2 separate regions of the Gasterosteus aculeatus genome follow, and region 2 is linked to region 1. A link is a contact called in public Hi-C data. All regions are on one chromosome and are shown on one strand. Each heading gives the region's core, a stretch centred on a gene start, on an enhancer-like site or on the middle of the called end of the contact. The rest is flanking DNA. Distances are from core to core; before and after follow the strand shown. Region 1 has its middle 15 kb from the start of LOC144388221. Region 2 overlaps tbx3a (T-box transcription factor 3a).

Region 1 (7,373 bases), core at 3,163-5,662:
TTAGGATTTGGATTATACTTAAACTGCTAACAATAAGTAGGAATTCTTGATACTGTTCAAATATTCGTCCTGTAGTGTTAATACGTGGATTAAAAAGTCCGGCCTAGAAACCTTTGTCTACAATGACAAAATTATTTCTCACATGATTTTCTGAAAAAAACATGTACTCATTCATCACAATGATGTTCTACTATATGCTCTCTGATATATTCAGAACACATATATCCCCATTAACCGTGAACTGACCCAGGAAATTTAAATCATCCTGCCCAATACAGTTGTCTTTTGATCTTAGTCATTAATGCACCATTAGGAATATATATTTATGTACTGTTTCATGCAGCACTCACTACCCTAGACCTTATTATGAGCAAAATGATCAATACCCAGATATAGGTGGTTCTGGAACGAGAGAGTGTTTTTCTGTATGAAAGTAAATTGAGCCCAAACCTTTCCGTCAAAGTAGTAAAAAACATCTCGAAAATGTGTGGTAAATCAGAGGCAGATGTGTATGTTTATAAAGATAAATTGAATTAAAGGCTAGTCCGTGCTTTGTTGCCCAGACTCTGGGTCCTCAGTGGCCCTCTAATCATGCTGTCGGTGATTTAACTGGCTTCAACAGGTAATGCTATTTAAGGGGAACCAAGGCAGGCACCAGGAAATGAAACACGGTCGCTGTAACATGGATTGTTGAAGAAGTGGCTCTACTCCCACCGTGTTCCGTGCCCCACACCCCCTTTTCCCTTTCTTTAGCTCAAGACAGGACCATGGCTAACTAAAGAAATAAAAATCAAGCCTTTGAGTGAAATGCTCTCTATGGAACGTATCTGGCTATATCTGTTACTCTGCACACACAGATGTGCAGAAGAAGCCGACCAGCACACTCTGATGCCTGCGGACAAATACCCGTACACATGTGCAAGAAAAACATTGACAGCTTTTAAACAGCACTAACGCATTCTCTAATTGGGCAGGTTGGCTGCTCATAGGCCGAGATCCAGTGCTTCTTTAATGGTTTGCCACGTCGTTGCGTGCCACTTTCACAATGGTAGTTTTTGTCACCATACATGTATGCTAGTTGTTTGAGAAAACACAGGCCTGACATGGACCTGGTGTGTATTAAATCCTAGCAACAACGCGTATTTGGCGGTGCTGAACTTTTTAATGCACTTTCATGAGTAGCGTGGTATAAAACCCAGATGAATCGAATACATCCCGCTTTAAGTAGATTAAAGTAAAAGAAACAGGTCAGATATTTTTTCAACCAGGTTGTTGTTAGGCAGTTTGGGGTGAACCTCGGACCAGAGATTTGCTGCTTGAGTGTCTGAATTATTTCGGGTGAATAGTGGTTCCGTAGATTGTGTTCATTGTATATATATTTCCTGACAGTCCACTTACCTAACTGAATATTTGTTTAATGCGACGGTAAAGGCTGCCAGTGTCCATGCCAACAACAGTCATTCGGCGTCCTTGATTTAGGGAGAAGTTTGACATTTTGGTAAATATACTGATTCAGTTTCTTGCCAAGAGTTGAGATGAGAAGATTGATACGACTCGTTTGTCTGTACACCAATTATACCAATTTGATTTGGCACAAAGAGAGGAAATGGGTGAAAAACAGGTAGCCTGGCTCCGTCCAAATGTAACACAGCGCCTGTTAACTTGTGTTGTTTTACACTTTGGTTTTGCGTCTTCTCATTCATCTGAAAAGAACAAATGAATCTGTTCAAAAGGTTCAACTTTTCCATTAGATGGAGCCCAAACAGAACTATGCTTATGTGAATTTAGTTTAAAAAAAAAAACCCATATCAACGGAGAAATGTCAAGCATGTTATCTGCATGCAACATTCGGATCCATGATGTGCACTCTGTAGTTGCCAAGATGGACACAGCCTGTCTGGTTCCCCGCCTCCCCTCTCCTCAGACAGACGCGTCCCTCCTGAAGGGAAAGGTCCTTCATAATTCCACGTCAGGTCTGCCATTTTTCACCTTTGTCAAAAAAAAAATACAATGGAGGAGGCGGGGGAGGGTGGGATGGGCGGCGGGGGGAGGGGGGGAGAGGGAGTCTGAAAGATTGCTCAAGAATTGCCGGAACAAAGGGGAACGGACTTGGATGGGCTAAAAATACGGCGCAGCGTGTGAATACGATAAAGGACTACACCAGAGGACGCTGACAAAGCTTTGCTGACTTTCAAGTGGGAGAACAATGTGGCAGACACTTTCAGGGCGTTTGGCTACACACTGTGGCGGCTGGACAGGCTGTGAAGCAGGATGTCAACATCAGCCCTCATGGAGAGAACTGAGGGCCGCCACAATAACGCGCTCGCAGTGAGACGCACACTTAAAGGAACCCACATTTACGCGTGCAACTGTAACGCATCCATTTATGAGTTTGGAGGGAAAGCCGGGGGGAAATGGAGAGAGGGGCTGCGAAGGGGTCAGACGGGAAAGTGCAACGTGAGAGGGGCCTGCGACCTGCTCCGCTCATCGATTCAGACAAGCGGGGCTGGACCTGATTACCTTCAATTTTTCCCCCAGCAATCACTTTCCCCGTTGATCACTTTTCCCTTCGGGTGAACGTGCGCGCGCCGCAAGCAAAGGTGGACGTTCCCCCCAAGGCCAAAAGCGATTGCGGTTGTTTTTGCGGTGCTCTGGAAATTGTGGAGTCCCTCATCTGTAATCTGATTTCAATGGCGCTGCCTTTAGAGGTTGAGTCAATCAGATTTTCTGGCTTGACTGAGTGACTGGGTTGATGTGTGTGTGTGTGTGTGTGTGTGTATGTCTCCTCTGCAGGAGGTTAAACACTTACAAGGCACCACTCAGTCAGTCAGTCGCGTTCCTAGTGAGGCACCGTGGGAGCGTTTGATTGGGTGAGTTACAGAGAGTGGAGTCGATTAGACAGCGTGGAGTCATGTGGGACTGTGGGTGAAGAAGAGGAGGGATCGCGGGCCGGATCCACAGGTGGCTCACTGCTTTCACCCAAGCATATGTCAGGGGGGGTGGCGTCATCCAAAAATGACACACGCATGGGGAAAGTAGACGGTACCTCAGCCCACAACGCCCAAATCCAAACACTAATCCCCACACTGATGATTAAGTGTTCAGGAGAGGAAGGGAGAAAATAGATGGTGGGCCTAAAGCCTAAACAGCCCCCACCTGAGATGATCAACATGAACAATTAAACACTCTTGATTGCCGCTCGGGGCTGACGTGCGACCCTCCCATTTCCGTGAATTAACCCGTTCAACTTTCACCACTCTTGTGTGCGCGCCTGCGAACGCACACTCTGATGTGCTGCTGTTTACCGTAATTAGTATCAGTTCATTTACAGCCCACTGACCCAGGGTGACCTGCTGGATCCGGGGTCTACAGGGACAGCCACGGCGGGGACGGGTGGGGCGCAAGGTAAGGCAGAGACTGTGTTGTTGTGTGTGTGTGTGTGTGTGTGACGAGCGGATGGATGGATGTCTGGTGCTGAAGGAAAATGTGTAAGGACTGTGCAACGTCCGTCCGTGTGTGTACGTGTGAGTGTGCAGGTACCGGTGCGGGTGTGTGTGTGTGTGTGTGTGTGTGTCTAGCAGTGTCTGTCGGCAGATGTCAGAAGCCGGTGTGTGTGTGCGTCTAGGTGTTTGAGCGCACGTGTGCGACTCTGTGACTGTGTGTGTGTGTGTGTGCGTGTGAGCTTATTCCTCATTGTGCTGGACTTCAGAGGCCCAAGCGTCTCCTGCTTCCTCTCAGAGGCAGTGGGTTAAAAATAATGTGGTGTGCAGTGAGCGGCGGGGAGCAAGGCGCAGACAGCTAGGAGCCAGAACGTCACACGCATGCACTCGCACGCACACAAACACACACACACAGCCATAGCAGCGGCACTATATGGATTTTTTTCCTCTTTTATGGATATCTCACTCAGACTTAATATCCCCATAAATGCTGGCATACACAAACAGCAATAGATGGTCATCCACTCATCTGATGCCTTTCTTCCAGCAAAGATATAAAACAGACTGAACATCTGTCTCGCAATTTACTTTTCATCCATTCTTTACCTAAAACTCTTCATCTTAACCCTTTGACCCTTCAGATATTGTGCTTGAACAACCTGGATAGAACTCGAGGTGTGTAAATGTTTCAATACTTTTGCGTACAATGTGGTCTTTTTTAAGGAAGCAGCGCGCTGGTCGATTCAGGAGCGTTTCAGCAGGTAACCTTGAAAATAAAGACGCCGGTGCTCATCCTTGTTACGCAGCAGGCATGGTTTCCCTCAAATTTAAGGTTACTCCACGCTTGATGGGTTCAAGCCAATCCTCAATCAGCAAATAAAGAGACATTCCCACAACACAAGGTGGCACTGAGCACTCGCAAGTAACCGAGTAAACCTTTGACATCGGCATGGCGCGGCGTGCCAGTTTGCGTGGATTATTGCAAAGCATGGGAAGAAGAGGCCGATGACTCACAAGTAATTGGCCTATCGCAACCTCTCTCCCATCTTCCTCCCCCACGCCCCCCCCCCCCCCCCCTCCCTCCCTCCATTGCGTGAGGAAGCCAGGGCGGCTGCAGTCTTTCTCCGCCCGAGATAAGACTGTCTCCAACCGGCCTTGCACACCTCCTGTCATCTGTCTGCTCTCCTTATCAGCCAGCCGTTTGCAGCGTGCTGGTGTTGACACTCTAATTAAACCCACGTGGTCTCACCTGCCCCCCCCCCCCCCCTCCAGCATCAAAACTCCACTAAGTTCTCCACTGTACAGCACGTACAGGGAATATATTTCCCTTCACATTGCTGTGTATCATTATCAGGATCCCGGCTGTTTGGAGTTTCATCCTCTGGCTCTGACGGGTGAATCGTTTTCTGATGGACTGATGATTCTTCTTCCTTTGAGAAAATGTTAAAAAGTAACATATTTGTTTCCGTTGTATTTTAGATTTTTTTTTACATGGATCTGTACTTTCGGTTGACTTATTATTGATGTAAATTGAGTGTTTTTCCGTCTTTGTTTTACCATTTCGGAAAAATGTTGGACAACAAATCCACAAATTTAACCTCTTGACCCTGGAAAAGGAATAAACTATACTGTAATGTTGAATAAATGTTTGAAAACATTTTTTCATACATTGTTTCGCCTAACTCTATTCAATACCCTAATATACATTCTGAATTACTTAAATGTTGTAAAAAAAAATATTTGTCTTGCAACCAAATTTAGAGTAAGAGGTGCTTTTGACAGCTCTGGTTAATAGTTCTAAGAGGTGGGGAGTCCACACCACTCAACATTGTTTCTTCACCCTTATCTGATTACAGTGTTTACAAAGTGGGAGTGTTGTAAAAACAGATTTCTGTGATTATTTTATATTTCTCCTAGTCAGAACAAATGCAGCCGCGTGTCTCTGTTATCAAAAGCGGTGTCTTCACACCTTTCTGTTTCCTTATCAGTACCTTTCGACCCGCGACTATACAACAATTTAATCACCAAGTCGGACCAAATCAATTCCCACTGAACAGACGCTGATCTCTACCAACAGGTTACGTGGGTCCAAGTGTTCAGGTGAGCAAATGGCCCATTTTGCCTCCACTCGCTGTATCTACAACACTGTGTGCATGATAACAATGTACTCATACAGTTCCAAAGAGGTGCTCCAGCAGAGAAATGCACACAAAAGGTACACTAATAAATGTTTATAGCTCACCATTAAACTTTGCTTGGATGTTGAATGTGTCACTCACTGATAGCCGAGCCTGTCAGCTGATTTATGGTCATCCCAGAAATTGCCTTAGTGACGCCTGGAGAGGATGACTAACCGGCTCAGGTAGGGTCAACAAGCGCAGACAGTCAGATAAGAGAGAGCGAGGCACAGACAGACACAAAGAGAGACAGAGAGGGAGAGCCCTCGGAATGGACGGGAAGAATGAGGCTCAGTCCACGTAAACACGGCAGACATCTCTTGATCTGCCCCGAAGACACAAGACCAGACCCAAACTATTTTATCTGATTGTACCCTTGTTTGTCCGAGGATTCATATCAGTGAAAACGTGGATTTATATGTTACATTTTCCCAAAAAATGATGTCCCTTTTTGTATTATGCAGCATTAGCTATCTATTTAAAGTGTGTTTCAGTATGTCTTTGCAGGCAACAAAAGCTCTAATGTGGCATTTATCACGCGTGATGTCATTACACAGAGTGCGTCCGTTTTTTGCTCTCTTTCTTTCTCCCAGTTGAGACATCAGGCCTGAACACCATTTGTCTCAATCATCTGCCACTGTTTCCATTTGGCCCGTATACCCATTCAATATTGAAACCAGCAGACATTAAAACTTGTGCACACACACAAACCCCCACACACATCACCAGCAGCACACCATCATGTCTTGCATCCACACATCCCACCATAATGCCATTTAGAATAATAGCACTGTGAGCAAATAGCAGCTAACCGTGTTAACGGTCTGAATCTGGCCCGCCGTGCCCATGCGAGCATCTGTCATCTTTAGCAATAAGCAGAAGGTCTGACGTGAATCCAATTTGCTCCTCCAAAACCTCTTGTCCCCATGTCGTCTACGTTCATACGCAAACACGTGCAGTCCCCGACAATAGTGTCACAGGTGCTTCTGCAGTCTCCTGACCTCAAAAGTGTGCGGATTTTAGGGGGATGGACTTCCTGTTCCGGCAATAAAGGCACGTCGAATCGTGTCAGCGTGCCCCCGGCTGAACCCTGACCATCGAAAACAACGCTAATTTTTAGGGCGGATTCTTTGATTTTATTTTGAGAGGGGGGGGTTGTTGCATTTGAGGGCGGAGGAGCCGGGCCTTCCCACTGACACTAACCTTCTGACCTCCTTGACCCGCAGGGCGACTTGGACAAAGGGAGCCTTTCCCTTTTAATTTTGCCCAGGGAGCGTTATATGGGACCTGACCCTGCGCTCCTCTTAACCTTTTGGACCTCCGGCCTGATGTCCGTGATTTAGGGCAAATTTCATTACATGCATTCTCCGGATGAGACTGTTGCCTCAGAGGATGTGGCACTGCAACAACTCAGTCTGATTAAAACGTCAGGTAGAGCGGAGATGACATGTTCCACTCACATGTTGTTGCTGTACAAATTATACATGCATTATCTTTACATCACACAATGAACATTTTGTGAAAAAAAACGCACTGTTTTCCCTGTTGATCAATTGAAAGGATTTTGCAATACAACACTGGAGGAGATTCAATCGCATCTGCCAAAAAAACAATTTGTTTTGAGGGAGATATGTGTAACGTGAGCTCCTTCCGAACACGAGCTCGGAGTGACGGACAGCGCGCTCTCTGCAAACAACCCACATAGGGAACTTGTGAAGCTTCAAACCAGCCGAACAGAATGCCAACACCATGGGCG
Region 2 (6,946 bases), core at 3,457-5,956, 90 kb after region 1:
GCCTCCTTTAAGTGCTTCGGCCAGGCCTCGTCCCCTGCCGTGTCTACCGCGGGGCCCCCACACATGAAAGGTGAGTTGACGGACCCCACGAGCCAGTCGCGGCGCCGGGCCACGAGTCGTCTGTAAATTCGTTGGGTAAATTCTAATTCTAGACAATGTGTTGAAGAGGAGTCAACCTTAGGAATGGCCGGGCCAAGAAAGACAGTCTGCACTGGCTCGTTTGTGAGGATTGTTAAAACATAAAGAATGTCACTTGTGGGCAACGGTTAATTTGTGGTTAATCTACAAAGAAAATAAAGAATTAACTCAATTAAAAAAAACAAAAAACGAATGCAATGCAGCAGCAATGGGAGCTACATTGCACCAACATCTTTCAAATTTATGACTTATTCCCCCTGTTATCGAAGCCAATGGGCGGAAAAGATTCTCATACATTGTGCTCCTCATTTTGGTGCAGATTTCTGCGACAGCGACGAGGAGAGCGACGATGAGAGCAAAGACGGTCACATCAAAGACGGTCCGGACTCGAGCAAGATTTCCACGACCACCAAGGACGGGAAGGATCACGAGGCGAGCCCTGCCAAGGGCCACCCCCTCGGCAGCACTGACTCCAGCAGCAGGACCCGCGAAGGTGGTCCGAGGACTGAGAAAAGCCAGGCCGACTCACGTCAGAGCCCCGTCACCGTCATCTCCAGCACCACTCGCTCCGGAGAAGACCTCAAGAGCCCCGGCCTGGAGCATCCCAAAACGGACGAGTGCAGGTCGATAAGCAAAGACAGTTTCATGCCTTTGACAGTTCAGACTGACAGCCCGCACATAGGCCACGGACACATGCCTAATTTTGGATTTCCATCGGGCCTCACGGGACAACAGTTTTTCAATCACATTGGGAGTGCGCATCCGTTCCTCTTGCACCCGAGTCAGTTCAACATGGGAGGTGCGTTCTCAAACATGGCCGCGGGCATGGGGCCACTGTTGGCAGCCGTGTCCACGGGAGGGGTGAGCACCATGGACACCACGAGCATGGCATCGCCTTCGCAAAGCTTTACGGGAGCGCCGGGCCTGCCGTTTCATCTGCAGCAACATGTCTTGGCATCACAGGTAAAACCTGTTTTCTTGGGCCCCGGCCTGCTCTGCGCCTTGAGTGAACCATGTGTTGTAATGTACAGCAGACTGTCGGCCAATATGCCAGATATTTACATGTGTTTATTGGCCTATTCGTCATGTCAATGTGCGTGTTTTTAAATCATAAGTGTGTGTGTGTGTGTGTGTGTGTGTGTGTGTGAGAGAGAGGGAGTGCCGTGTTTTCCTGCCGAATGGGCTAACAAGTAAAGTTAGGCAACTGCTATAGTTAAATACTCTACGAGAAACCCACTTATTGTTCCCTCTGGGTATAGATACCAACCATCATTTTAAGAAAAGGAGGTTATAACTGGAAGGTCAATCCTCTTTACATGATCTCATTAGTCGCTTTTAGGGCCATAACGCTGAGTATTTAAATTTAATAGTCAACAAAGTTGTCTTTTTCCATTTCATGTCAACGTGTTTTAGTGGCCCCCCTGTTGCTTGATTGCAGCTATACAGACAATAGGATTTCTTTGTATTTGTATTACAAATTCTTGAGCACCAAAAGCTGTTTACACGCTGCGAGTTGAAGCTTTGCTTCGCCATATTTTGTTATGACTATATCTGTGAAAAGCCTGTGTGAATGGAGGCATTGAAAAAAGACCCAGACTACGTCACGTTGGGACATAAGTTCATAAGTGTCAAGACGGCGTCTTAAGCGATGCAACAAGTAAAGCTGCCCCAAACAGCCGCTTTAAGGGGGAAAAAAATCAACATTTTCACGCATTAATCCGGAACATGCAGAGCGGGGAAAAGTTAATCATCATAAATGTCCTCTGGTGTTATTTTATGTGCAGGCCTGTCTTTGTTCCGACTTCATGCGGCCTACATTGTGCGCTCTTGTGGTGCGCAGAAGTGTCCAACTACCCTCGTGGCTCACACTGCGCTTCTCCGTTTCCTCCGCAGGGCCTCGCCATGTCTCCGTTCGGAAGCCTGTTCCCTTACCCGTACACGTACATGGCCGCCGCGGCGGCAGCCTCCTCCGCCGCCGCCGCCGCCTCCTCCGCGGCGCACCGGCACCCTTTCCTGAACGCAGTGCGTCCCCGACTCAGGTACAGCCCTTACTCCCTCCCCATGACGGTGCCGGACAGCACCTTGCTCACCACCGCGATGCCCAACGTGGGCGGCAGCGGGACCGAGCCGAAGGGAGGAGACGGCGTCGTGCCGGCCAGCCCGGCGTCCGGGGTCACCTTGGATTCCACGTCGGAGGTGACCGGCCACTCGGTCGCCATGTCGCCAAAGACTTGCCCGGAGAAAGACGCGGCGAACGAGCTGCAGAGCATCCAGCGGCTGGTCAGCGGGCTCGACTCGAGTCAGGACAGGGCACGCAGCGGGTCCCCCTAAAGGAGGAGGAAGAGGAAGAGAACCCATTTTCCTCTTTTTTTTTAAACACACCACCTGCTTCTCGTCTCATTGTTGTCATGAAAAGTGGAGAGAAAAAATGCTGTCGGTGATGGAGACGGACACAGTTGGAGGACACCCTCGTAGATCCATGCAGGTTTTTAAAAAGAAAAGAAAAAACAAACAAACACGAACTGTTGGTCGTTTTAGTTTCTGAAATGCACTTTGGTTAACACGCATCTGATATGTATATTTTTTCTTATTATTTGTTTGTTAATTTAAACAACACTTTTATCCTGTCATTTGAATACCGTACAAGTATTGAAACTGAAACGTTGGCATGGGTGTGACTTGCAGATTTGGGAGAAGTTGCTGCTGGGTCCCGTCTCTTAACTTTATTTTACACGAGGAGAAATGTGTTTTAATATGCACTCTGAATTGATTACTTATTTGAATTCACTACCGTTTAACCTACCTTATAAAGACTGCTGTATTTTGTTGTACACTATTAACTGATCGATTGGCCAAATGTTGCATGCCCCCAAAATCCCCAAATGAATGTTATTTTAACACTAAAAATGGAAAGAAAAGTATGAAAAATATTCAGTTATGGATATAATTAACACACTCCCTTTGCTTATTTTTTTGTCTTAATTAGGTTATCAATTGTAACACAATTTATTTTTCTTCATGCCTTTTTAAAATCAGAACTTAGCCTTTGACATGACTGGTGCTCCGGGATAAGCTATGGCCCAAGCATGCGGAACTCAGCCCAAATGTCCAACAGGCAAAGGGAAGCAGAAATTTAAATATGAAAACAATAAAAGGTAGTATTGATTAAAAAGGTGTACATAGGGATATATAAAATATTTATGTAATTATTTCATATTGTTATTGCGTGTAAATACAACGGAGTAGTTTGTTTCTAGGACCCTGTTCTTAATTTATTGTCGATATACCTGTGTAAAGATTTGTGGGCTATTATCCCTTTGTTGCCATCTTCATTTATACCCATCTTAAAATATGGACTTTACTCCTCCCCAAATATCCATTGAGGTAGTTATTCACACTAATGTGCCATTGTATTTTCATTTGTTGTCCCATGTGTGTGAAGTGCTACTGTTTAAAAACGGATGGAAACGCGACAACGCACTGCACCAATGGCTTGAGAAAAAACACGCCTTTTTCTTTTCTTGAGAAGAGCAAAAGAAGCGTCGTTGAAGTGTGATAAAAGTGGACTATTTCTTTTTCCTGTCATTAAAAAATACTTTGCGAACCTGATCGTACAAGTGCCGCATAATCGAAAATATGAAGGTCTTTATTTGTGTTTCTCAATGGGTTATGTTGTATTAGAGTTATGTCTGGTTGACAACATCGACATCGTGTTCTTGAAAGTTTCAATAAAATATTGAAATGCCCTTTCTTAGTGTGTCTCCCTCGCTTTAGATGAGAATTAAAGAAATGGTCTTAGCAAATGTATAGTCAGCTGATGGAGGCTGACGTCGGACGAGACAAATGTTTCTTCTCGGTTATGGGAGGCACTTCACACAAAAAAAAGTCTGATAAAAAGTCCAGATCAGATTATACTCAGGGCGAAGCGAAGCCCGAGATCATACCTGCAGGATCCCTACCTGGACAAGGAGCCGCGCTCTATAGTGTTAATGATATTTAGTGTTAATGCTCTCCTTGCAGGGCATTTTACCTGTAGAACATGTAGCGTTGTAATAACAAACAAGAACTAAGAATTAACACCCTAATTAGAACGTATTCCCAAGAACGAATGGCGATTTTGCCCGTGCGGCTGAATCCTCTGATGAATGTGATTCATCGCGTAGAAATTTGAGTCCAACCAAACCCTCCTTGCCTGCCTGCCTGCCTGCATGCCTCTCTATTGCATGCCTGCATGCATGCCTGCCTGCATGCAGGCAGACATGCATGCATCAGTTACGATGGTTTAAATGTTCTGTAGTGTGACATCACATCACGGGAGGCCTCTGGATTAATCTGACGTTTCTGAAGTGGCTGCATCGACGCGACGCTTCGGGCCGGAGTGAAAGACTACCCCCCCCCCCCCCCCGCCCCCCCTCCACCCTCATTGATGGCCCTCTCTATTGCACCTCGTGCCGCAGAGTTTATCAACAGCATATCTTTATTTGTATATCGTCTGGTTAATGTGTAGCGAGCGCGGCGCTGGTGAATGGGTGCGAACGTGACACACGCTGTCTCAATTGGTGCCTCTTATTGCTCACCTGGCGCCCCCCCGATGAGCGTATCTCACCAGTTTATTGCACGGAAGGCGACAACGCGTCTGTAATCAAACCGCAGACACGACGCCCCCAAGCGGCGACAACAACCCCAACCCACGGGTTTGTTTAACCGCACGGCAATAACACGCGAGAAAAGGACACGTCCCGGGGCGGGAACTGTGCAGAGAGGTCATTCATAAAGACTTCGTGGAACCTGGTCGCGCAGCTACTGCAAACGTGTTTAATGTGCAGTGGAAAAATGATCAATAAAGAACGGAATGAATAAAACAGAAGCGTGTGGATGTTCCGTACAAAGTGAGGCCCAAAAAACTGAATCGTTTCAAGAAAACTGAGGCTGGCCAACATCCCTGTGTCTGATTTCAGGGTAGGAAGTTATGACAAAAGGAAATACAATTATTTGAAAGAAGAAACCGAAGATAAAACTGAAATTAAGTAATTCTTAACCAAAGGAAAAAAAACATCTTGTGTGTCATTTAATATATTTCAGTTATTGCTAACATGCGTCTATAAGGTCAACCTTGACAGCTTAACAGTTTGATGTGTGCACCTTCATTGTGTTTATTTTGCCTGCCCGTTGTTTCCTCTCCAGTGTGCGCTGCTTCAAAGTGTTGACCTCTGCTCCCCCCGCAGAGTCCGACTCAATACGGCCTTCCACGTGCAACGCATTCACGGCGAGGATCGGCAGCTTGGCCGTGGAAGAGATTGTCTCCTTCCTCGGCCTCCACCCAAGAGGCTGGATTTTGAATGTTGGACCGAGCAGCCTGTTTAACACGTTGCTTTGATTAACATCGCGAGGCACCAGCGCCATCCAGCGGCCACGAATCATGGGGGATTGGAAGAAACGGGAACTGTGCAGCAGTGTTTCTCTTCTAAGCTTCACCGCCCTGAATGGCCCAGGCCCTGTTTTTTTTAAAGGGATTTTTTAATTTATGCATCATGAAAAATCAGCGGATTTAACAAATGTATAATTTGTTAAATAATTTGTTAATAATTTTAATTTGTTAGTGTGTCCGAACGTTGGGTCGTTGATTTACTAAACTATTCAGTGTTTTAAAAAGAGAAAAAATGAACATATGTCAGACCAAAGAAAAGATGAGCCCAAGCACTTTGAGAGTTAAACCCAAATTATAAACACCCATATAGAATCCAAATCAAAATGTAAAATTAAACAGACTTCACACAACCAATTAATAACCCTGACTGTGTTATTAACTCCATCTCTGTCGTGGTGGCAGTTGAAGAAGGCCTGCAGAAAGCAGACGTGACAATCTATCAAGCTGCATTCCAAGAATGTGTTTCTACATGATTTCTGATGATTTGAGATGTTGCTGAGTGGATCATAAATTACATTTGGGTGTACGTATCTGTCGGAAAGTGAGATGTTCGTAGCTCTCTGATTTAGATGTTGACTTCAACGGGTTGTAGCTAGAAATATTAGCCTTAAGATGACCACATTTTAGTCATGTAACTGACTCTAGATTGTGTTTAAACAATGAATCAATTCCATTTCTAAGATTTAAAAGACAAAGATTTAAAAGTCTGGAATGTCTTGAGGTTCTCTAATCTGTTATAAACTGGCATAACAACGGAACAGTTTTGTAACAGCTGACTTGGACTGCATTGAGAAAAATAACAGTAAACAAGTAAATCCAAGCAATGTTTGATGGTAATTACAGTGCTGTTTATTTCATTAATGAAAGAGTGCAGTTAGTTTAGAGCAACATTAGTCTAGTCAACATAGGCCAACAAGAAAGGCTGTGTTTATGATATAGCTGCTGGGTGACAGTTAAAAGCCACCTTGCAAATGCATTCATGTGGTCATGAAAGAAACTATTTGGATTTTTGAAATATGGCCGATATAATTTGATCGTTCCAAAAATATTTTAATTGGTCCCAGTAAGATTCTGGGATCACTAAATTGGTTTTCTTTAAACAATCAGCCCAGGATACAAATGCACTAAAGGATCCGTTGGTTGTGCTGTGGTAAAGAAACATTCTCCAAAATCAGCAATCAGATGCTCTTCCACGGGGGGAGAAAAGCCAATCCATCAGTTTTTCTGCGACATGATCATGAAAAAGAATCTTGCAGCTGACAATCCCAAAAAGAGTAAGGATTTTCTATTTCAGGGTGCTTTTTCTGTTGCCTTAAATCAATGTGAATTCCGTTCATTGTCATGGCAGCTTGCTCTTATACAAAGTAGCAGCGCACTCTA

Evidence for each region. A called contact is a pair of places that touch in the nucleus more often than the background predicts.
Region 2: a Hi-C map of skeletal muscle shows a contact between it and region 1, with 5 times the contacts expected there. The contact joins two enhancer-like sites. A contact is called at or near these places in 3 of 6 Hi-C or Micro-C datasets (skeletal muscle and tail fin).

Annotation. Positions count from the first base shown.
Region 1 is chr14:7,053,274-7,060,646 of fGasAcu3.hap1.1, forward strand. No RefSeq gene overlaps it. Among protein-coding and RNA genes, the nearest start is that of LOC144388221, 15 kb to the left of the region's middle. Within about 2 kb of position 4,413, at least 3 of the 9 cell types and tissues checked have open chromatin away from gene starts, as enhancers often do.
Region 2 is chr14:7,143,190-7,150,135 of fGasAcu3.hap1.1, forward strand. tbx3a (T-box transcription factor 3a) reads left to right here. Exons shown (of 7, transcript XM_040198142.2): 5 at 1-70; 6 at 458-1,101; 7 at 2,032-3,884. The coding sequence ends at 2,469. Among protein-coding and RNA genes, the nearest start is that of tbx3a, 8.1 kb to the left of the region's middle. Within about 2 kb of position 4,707, at least 1 of the 9 cell types and tissues checked has open chromatin away from gene starts, as enhancers often do.